Regions from separate parts of the Anser cygnoides genome. Here region 2 is linked to region 1. The links are chromatin contacts, called in public Hi-C maps. All regions are on one chromosome and are shown on one strand. The core of a region is the stretch at or near the end of the contact, and the rest is flanking DNA. Distances in the headings are between cores, read along the strand shown. Region 1 holds the start of SPRY2 (sprouty RTK signaling antagonist 2). Region 2 holds the start of RBM26 (RNA binding motif protein 26).

Region 1 (4,466 bases), core at 704-3,203:
TCCATTTATATGCTGAGAAATAATCTAACAGACTCATACAAGGAGTCCTTTACATATTTTTGGCTTTACTATGTGGGAGGAAGTGATTTTTCTCTCTTTTCACAGCAAAGTGAAATTAACATTGTGCCTTCTGTCTGCCCAGTGTTTAGTGTTTTAACCTGTGCACATCCCTCACGGATGAACCCCATGGATTTCCTCGAGGAAACAAGAGTCTTGACCACATGGTGCACCCCTGAGGATGTGCAGGTCCACCCGCAGTGAATCCACAGGCACGCTCTGCAGCGCAGCTCCAAGCAGGGAGCTTCCTCCTGACCTTCGCTTTGCAAACGACACCCCCCAACACCCCGTCCCCCAGCACCCCCAACTCTGAGGATCCTGCTGATCACGCACTGCAGAGCATTCAGGGCCCAGGGCGCCCACGGGGGGCTCTGCGTGTCTGTCCTCCCCCTCCTTCCACCCACCCCTGCACTCCCTCTGTCGGGGAGCCCTCCCTAAAAGCGATCCTGAGCTCCTCAGGGCTCTGGCAGAGGGGCTCCATCCGCGGCTCCCCCGGGGTGAGGAGGGTGGGGATGGGACGGGGGCAACATCCGAGCCTGGGCAGCAGCCTTGTGCTGCTGGTGAAGTCCCCGTGGGAGAAATGTGGACCTCTGCAACCCGGTGCATCCTCCCGTCAAGTGACTAGGAAAAATAACATGTAGCTGCACAGTGTTACTGCGGACGAATGGGTATCCACCTAGAAAATTATGAAAACTTGAAGGCCGTCAGTGTATCACACTGCCTTTTTTTTTTCTTCTTCTTCTATTTTTATTAATAACGACCACCTCGTTCAAAAAGTGGTGACTAGCAGGTGTAGAAGAGGAAGTGCCTGCAAATTGCCTCCAGTATTTTAAAAAGGGCTGTTGGGGTTTTTTGCACCGAGAGTAGCTCATGTAAATAATGCAATGCATTACTGCTCTGCACGCCGTGTATATTTTAAGCAGGGCCACACGTGATACGGGCATATTAGCACTCTGTGAATGCCTACGTGGATACGCTGCTTTGCGCGCTTAAAGATACATGTAGGAGCAAGATGCCTGGGCCCAGCGACAGTGGCCCCGACAGTGATTGCAGCTCGCCCAAAGGGGACCGTGGCAGGGGACGCCCAGAAGACGAACAGTCACTTTTGGGTGCTGCTCCCACAGGCGAATGGGCATTAACTAAAACAACAGCAACCAAGCTGTTTCTTTCTTTCCTTTTTTTTTTTTTTTTTAAGCAAACTAAATAAGCAAAGTAAAAGGAAATAAAGTAAAACGAAATGAAATAAAGTTAAATAAATAAATAAATAATAGCATAAATAATAGAAAATAAATAAAATAAAAATAAATAAAATAAAATCCCCCCCACCCCCACCACACCCCGGCCGCCCGGGGCACGGAAAGCACCGCGGCTCGCTGTCAGCAGCCTGGCCCGGGCCCCCGCCGCACGCCCTGCGGGGGATTTGCTGCTTTCCCCCCCCCCGACAACCCCCGCCCTTGCGGAGCCCGGGGCCCCTCTCTGCACCCCGGCGTTTTCAGACCCGGCACAACGCCCCGGGGAATATGCAGCCCTTCTTCCTTCTCCCCAGCTTGGCCAGGGGCTGGTTGCTGAAAAGGAAGGGGTGGTGTTGGGGGGGGAAGCAGAAAGTTAAAGTTTTATTCCACCGAGGTGGGGGGGGGGGGGGGGGGGGGGGGGGGGAAAGGAGTGGGGGACGGGGAGCACCTGGGAACGGGTCTCCTTGCCCGGGAGAAGCCAGGTCCCCTGGGCCGCCCTGCAAAGCGAGCGCTGCCTGCCTCTGAATAAACACACGCGAGCACAAAAGCAGCCCCGAGCACCGTGCGAGCGTGCACGGAGCAGCCTCCGGTAGAGCCGGACGACGGCGGGACCCCAGGAGCGGGGCTGCGGGACGGAAATAGGGCTGGGGCGCTGGTGGCAGTGGTGCTGGTGGTAGCAGAGCTGGTGCTGGTGGCGGCGGCACTGCCCTTTTGAATGCCTCCCGCAGCTCGGAGTGCTGGCAGTGCGCTGGGAGCGCCAGTGAATGTAGCCCCGCAGAGCCAATGAGCTGGGACCGGATGCGATATATCCTCTGGGACAACAACTGCTCTGTTCCTCCTCAGATCCACATGACGCCATTTACTGCTGCTTTTGCAGAGAGATCACCCTACCTCCTCCGGAAAGAAAAAGAGAGAGAGGGGGAGAGCGAGCGAGCAGAAAAACGCCGAGCCCCTACAGCTCAGATCTCAAATCTTCCTCCTCCTCCTTCTCCAAACACACAACAACCACCACCACAAATCCGCTGCGCTCCCAAAACACCCCCCCCCGATTGCAAACCACAGCGCTGCCTGCAACACACGCTCGCAGAGGGAGCGAGAAACCTAGAGGGAGAGAGGAGAGAGGAGCTTGCAACGAGCAGCCTCTGAGCAGAACGGCTACATTGCACAAGCTGCTTTTTTGGAGGAGCTCAGTGGAAGAAAGCTTTGGGATTTTATTTTAGATCCACTTTATTTTGTTTTCTTTGGCTTTCCCCTTCCTCTCGATCATTGGCAACAACAACAAAAAAGTGACTTGGTATTGGCGATTCGGCCTCCTGTTCATTGACGAAAAAAAGGGAAAGTGTGTGTGAGAGTGATTTCTTTTTAGGAGCAAAGAAAACCCACCCAGATCCGGAGAGGTGTTTTTATTATTATTATAGTATATACGCGCACACACGTATTTATAATCGATCTGGGGAGAGGGACCTAACTTTGCTCTGGACTTTTTACATGGTGATCATTCTTACTCTAATTTGCAAGTTGGACTAAAGCAGAGTTTGGAAAAGAATTTTTTTTGCTTTAGGGCTGGATTTATTTGCAAACCGCAGGAAGAAGAAAATACAAGAGAGAGAGGGGTTTGGTGCAGCGCCGCGATCACGGTGAGAGCCTTTTCCTTCTTTGCAAAACAAGCTTTTCAGTAACACCCCCCCCCCCCCCCCCCCCCCCCCCCCCCCCCGCCCCCCGGTTGCTCCAAGAAAACTCGTGGAAATGTTTGAGGCCGATCCCTTTTCCATTCGCACAGGTTCTCCCTCTCCCCCCTTCCCCTCTCCTTCCTTTCCCAGAGAGGAGCTGGAGGTGGGATTTCGGAGCGGTTTCTCTCGAGGGGGGAGCTCCGCTGGGGTTTTGCGGGCTGCGCCGTGTTTGCGCCCCGCCGGGGTGCCGCGGGGGGCGGAAAGCTGCGCGGGGGGCGCGGGGCTGCGCGGGGGGTGCAGGCAGTGGCAGCGGGGGCTGCGAGGGGAGGCGGGGGGCTGCGGCGCGATCTCCCTGCTGCGGGGAGCAGGGCACGGGCTGTCCTGAGCGCCCCAGCCCCGCCGGGCACGCGTGGGCTTCCGACGAGCCCCCGGGGGTGTGAAGGAAGGGCGCGGCGGGGGTGGCGAGGGCAGGAGCTGCTTGTGCTCCCCGGCCCGGGGGAGAACGAGCACCCCCGCCTTCCAGTGCGTGATTTACGCCCGTCTTGTCGTGGCGTCGGGAGATCCGTGCAATTCGGAAGTGAGTGCACGCCTGGGATAAATATGTGTGTGTGTGTACATGTATATTTCTCGTGTGATGAAATTAATTCGATCCAGAAGACGGGGAAACTTCTCCCCCCAGGTTCCACTGTGCAGAATGCATGTGTGGAGGGGTAGGAAAGCCTTAATTTTTTATTTTTTTTATTTTTTTTAACCGTTTGGCGGGTTTACTGTGCAGCAGCCCCCACACCAAAAAAAAAAAAAACCTGCTGGTGTTTTCTGCAAGTTATTTGTGTGTCAGTTTGCCCCACCCCGATGGTAAAGTCCCTTTTGCCCTAATCCATAGTCCGATCACACACTCGGCCCTTAATGGGGGTTTCAAAGCACTTTGAAAGAAGAGGAGGTGGTTGGTGTGTGTGCGGTGGGGATGGGGGTGGGGGTGCCTTGCATAGGCTCCGGACACAAAACAGAAATTCATGGGCAGAGGACTTTTTCCCCTTAGGCTCGCCTTCCCCCAGCCAGCGAGACACGGGTTTTTTCCACAGCACGCAAGAAGCCCCTTGCGCATCGCAGTTCCCCAAACGTGCGAGCACGAAACCCGGCCCCCCGCTCGCTCTTTTGAAAATCCCAGCTAGGAAAAGTTAGCAATCATGGCACTTGAGCTCTGCGAGAGTGGACTTTGGCTTTTGGAAGTGGGGAATGGTGTTATCACCCACACGCACGCACAAAAAGGCCAGCGCTGCTTCCCTAGGCTTGGTGGATGGAAAGGCGAGAAGCGGTGGGTCAGAGGGACCCAGTGCTTTCCCCTACGAGTTTTCAGGCATACGTGTGTTTGCAAATAAACGTGCTGGAGCTTTACATCTTGACCTGTTAACGGATCTATCAAGGGGAGAGGAAGGCAGACCGCCCGGCTAGGACTGATGTTTAGCTGGAAATGCCTCCTGGGCAGGGGCGGGAGGGGGGAACTGAA
Region 2 (4,466 bases), core at 640-3,139, 450 kb after region 1:
CAGAATCCCAAGCTTAGTGGCCCTTTTTATATGTTCGGGGGAATTTACTTACAAGTTGGTGATTGTGAGCCAAGGTCCTTTTACATGTGTAAAAAACAGCCTCCAGGGAATATCAGGCGCTGGTATCTTTCTGTCTACTGACCGGATGTGCTGCTCACTCTCCACTATGCAAGGAAATTAGAGTGTATCTTGTAATTGGAAAGTCATCACAGAAGTATCCACTGAGCTAGCAGTTTATTTGGTTGGCTTGCTAGACTTCCTAGTTTTGAAACAAATTTTGAAGATGACAGTCGAAGTACAAATAATTATACGCAGCTGCCATATTCTCCTCCAACTCTTATTTAGCTATCATGGATACCAGATACCAGACTTCTTAACACTTTCGCTGCAGAGGTGAAGTTCTTCTCAGCAGCATGAAAAATCGTGAATAAGGATCATAATAGTCTACAAACTGTACTCTGTTAGAGATGCAGAGAGGTAAAGTTGAGGTTTTTCAAGGGGAAATAAGTACCAACAGTCTGTGGTGGGTTGCCATCGACAGGGTGAAGATAGCAGCAAATCTTGAAGGAGTTCCCAAACCAGGAAAACAGACAGGCATTCTTCATCTGTCCAAACACATCTTGCCATCACCGGTGCTCTCCAGGACTACTTTTGCTATTATCCTGACTTCACGTGACAGAGATAGAACATTATGACACTGATGAATTGACAGATTGGTCACGACCAGGGTTGCTGTCTAATCTAGTCTGGTTACCCAAAGTCTCTCTAAACCTGAGACAAACAGGAAGGCAGCTCGAGAGTCATCCTTTCTGTCCTCAGACAGGTAGAGTGAATGATTTCCTCGGATATCTGCCTTTGTTTATCAACTATATGAAATACCCCTCTTAGGACCTTAGGGGAGATGCCAACCTTTCAGAAGTCTAATGAATCTAGGAAGGAAATGTCGTATCAGGCATTATCATTTACTACTCAGTCAATGTGTGGTACAGAAAAAAAGCATACGTAGCGTGTATTGCTATTTCAGATGTCTCACAGGATGACCCCATAGTGCTGTTGTGTCCCCTTGTGGGCCCAACCGATGAGCCTGAGGCTGGGGAGATGGAGCAGAGGTTTAACGTGCCTTGCTAGGCCTGAACCCTATGGATAACCTCCATCTTGAGGTCAATATGTGTGTTTGCTGGGATTGTGCTCCCAAGAGCAGTGCCACATGTCATGGCAGGGTTTACACTGTGATCGGGAGGTGGTGGTGTCACCGTCCCTGGGGGTGTTTAAGGAAAGGCTGGATGCGATACTTAGTGACATGGTATAGTGAGTGACATTGGTGGTAGGGGGGTGGTTGGACCAGATGATCTTGGAGGACTTTTCCAACTCTAATGATTCTATGACCACGCTGGTGTTTTTATCCAGGAGATGTACACCGGTGGGTGTAAAATACCTCTCTCCCTCCCTTGAGGTTTTGAACAGTAATAAAAACACGGAATGTGATGGTGAGGAAAATGCTGAGAACTTTTTTTTTTTTTAACAAATTTCTACTCTAACCAATATAAAAACATGGGATATGAAGATCTGGTCAGAAAAATGCTGAGAACTTTATTTTTTTAAAGACATTTTTACTTTTTTTTTTTTTTTTTAATTTTCCAGCTGTAAACACTTATGAAATTTTCTGCCACGGGGGAGCGAGAACCGAACTCCTCTCTTCCTTCTTCCCCAGGTCGCCCTGACAGCGCCATCGCTCCCGAGCCGCTTCCCCCCCCGGGCGGCGACACGAGGGGCCAGGCCCGGGGGCCGCGTTGACGGACGGGCCCTGCGCGGCGGCCTCGCCCCGCCTCCCGCCCGTCCCCGCGCGCCGCCCAGCCCTCGCGAGACCCGTTCTCCTCGCGACAGCGCCGCGCCGCCATCTTACCTGCTCGTTCCATCGTTCCGCCTCGCTCTGCGGCTGAGGGGCGCGGGGGGGTGGGGGGCGCGGCGCGTTTCGGGGCTCGTCGTGCCCGCCGGCCGCCTCCGAGGAGGAAGAGGAGGAGGAGGAGGAGGAGGAGGAAGGGGAAGAAAAAGGGGAAGGGATCCGCGGGGCCGCCGGGCCGCGGTTGCCGGCGAAGCAGCGGGGAGCAACCGCCGCCGCTCGGCTGGTTCCGCCCCCTTCGTGGCGCTGGGCCTCGGGCCCCTGCCGAACCGGGAGAGGCGGCCTCGGGACCGGGTTCGGCCTCGGGGGGCGAGGGGGGAGGCGCGGCGGCAGCCGGGGTCCCGGCCGGTGGGACGGCACGGGACCCGCCGCCCTCGTTGTTTGTCCGTGGTGGTGGTGGTGCTGCTGCTGCCGGGGAGACGGGGGGCCCGGGCCGCTCTGGATGGTGGTTAAAATGATCATAGAAAACTTCGAGGCGCTGAAATCCTGGCTCAGCAAAACCTTGGAGCCCATGTGAGTAGCCGCGACCCTTACCCTCTCTCTCGCCCCCATCCTACCCCCCCCCCCCCCCCCCCAAATAAAATCCTCCTTTGGAAAAAAAACGGGGATCCTCAGGGGAGGGGAGAGCACCCCAGGAGGTGACCTCCTGCTGCCCCCCTTCCCCGCCGCCCCTTTTCCCCCTCCGTGGGGGCCTGGGGCTGTGCCGTGCCCCCGCTTCTCCCGGCACCGTCCTCGGCTGGGAGGTAGGTAGGTAGGACCGTCTTTTTCCTAAGGATGCAGCTTCTCCCCCTAGCGACCACGTTCATCGGCAGCGCCCGTGCTCGCTCCCTTTGTAGCCTGGAGTAAGCGGGAGGTAACGCGTGTGCAGCCCGCGCAGCTCCCCCCGGAGAGGCCGGGGTAATGGCCACGGCCTGCCACCCTGTGCGGTGACCTTCTCTGAGAGGGCTCATGTCTTCTAGTATAGATATTTTGCGTTTCTGGGGTCTGCCCCCTAACACTTTTCACCCATCGTTCATAGTCGTTTTGAATATTTGACACTCTGGTGTTTCCCTCCCTGTTGCATCAGTTCTGAAGAGCTCTTGGGAGTAGGAGCCCCAGAGAATAATTTGCCTATTTGTGAGTACCTGCTGGGCCTCTGAACATAACATCCACGTGAGTAATTAGGGCTCTGCTACAAATAATCCGTGTAGTACACATCTTCCTTCTCTGGATGATGTTTTAATAGCATCAATACCTTAACTCAGTTTAAAAGGTTTCATCTTCTGGAAGTATAGTGTCTGTAGACATTTCAGATCAAAACATACTCTTGACTTACCATTACAAAACACAATTCTAACAGAGCTATATTAAGTTTCTAGAGCTTGATTTGAGTCAGTAGAACTAGAGCTTACAAGTTAATTCTGGTATTAACTTTTCTTCTGAGGTGCATGGCCCCTGTTGGCTTTACTCTGACAGTAATGGAGGGGGGATGGGGAAATTTGGTTTATGGCTTCCATAAACATGAGTTAAGTATATGTATGTACACATACAATTTGTATGGCTCATGTTGAAATAACTTGAATAAGGCTCAGGAACTAAAATTCTGGGGCACTTTTAGGAGAGCTTCACTTGGGCTTTTTGCAGGAAGGTGGTTCATTTTTCCATGAGACCTAATCCAAACAAAACTGAAATTGATGACTCTTGAGATTAATTCCAGTGGACTTTGAATTAGGCCTGCAATAAATTTCTTTGCATGCATTTACACAAAACACTTGACCCTTAAGACTGTGGTAAGATAGATTTTTTTTAATTTTTCTTGTGAAAGAAGGTGAACTAATCTTCCTTTAGCCTAGCTGTAAGGTGTTACTAAAACAAGAAAGCACACTCTGTTCTGTGGTAATAGATCCAGCTGATCTATTACCATGATTAATCTTCAAATGCAGAATGTTCCCGATTAGTATCTGAAGACTTTCTTGTAGGAATATTCTGTTAATGGTAATCAGCACTTTGATATCAATATTAAGAGCATGCTCTTTGAGAGGTTTGTAACAGGTAATATTTAACTTCGGAAAACCTCGTAGTTTCCAAAATCTGTGCTGATAGTTTGAAATGTTGAATCTTGCTCGCTTCTCAAGAAGGTGCTGGGGATTGATCTGTTAGTCACAAACAATTCATGAGCATTGTCAAATTCTGTGAAATCTGAAACTGGAATTCCACTGTTTACATTTGCAGTAGGGCTTCAGTTGACTTCAAAATCCCTTTCTTGAGTAAATGTGTCAGGTTATTTTAATTTTGCAGATCTATATCCAAATGCATTTGGTCTGCTTTTCTGCACTTGCATATTACACATCAGGAGCTGAAGTTTGTACTTGTTTATGCATTTCCTATTCATAATCTAAAAACTAGCAAAACTTTGTCAGATACTATTTAGTTAGAGGTCAGATTAGTTCCTCCATCTTCTCCCCAGGCTCTGTTCATTAGTGATGTATAGTTGTAATTTCTTATCCTGGTAACAAGCCCAGGTAGGTTGTTTGATGTTCCTCTGTCTAAATATTGATCTGCTGTCTGCTAGTAACAGCAGTTAAAG

The links. A called contact is a pair of places that touch in the nucleus more often than the background predicts.
Region 2: a contact with region 1 is called in a Hi-C map of liver, with 2.2 times the contacts expected there. The contact joins the promoter of RBM26 here to the promoter of SPRY2 in region 1. A contact is called at or near these places in 3 of 7 Hi-C or Micro-C datasets (granulosa cells and liver).

What each region holds. Positions count from the first base shown.
Region 1 is chr1:165,445,177-165,449,642 of Taihu_goose_T2T_genome, forward strand. It overlaps SPRY2 (sprouty RTK signaling antagonist 2), which reads left to right and starts at 1,954. Exons shown (of 2, transcript XM_013193689.3): 1 at 1,954-2,926.
Region 2 is chr1:165,896,476-165,900,941 of Taihu_goose_T2T_genome, forward strand. RBM26 (RNA binding motif protein 26) reads left to right here and starts at 1,890. Exons shown (of 25, transcript XM_066987181.1): 1 at 1,890-2,413. The coding sequence starts at 2,343.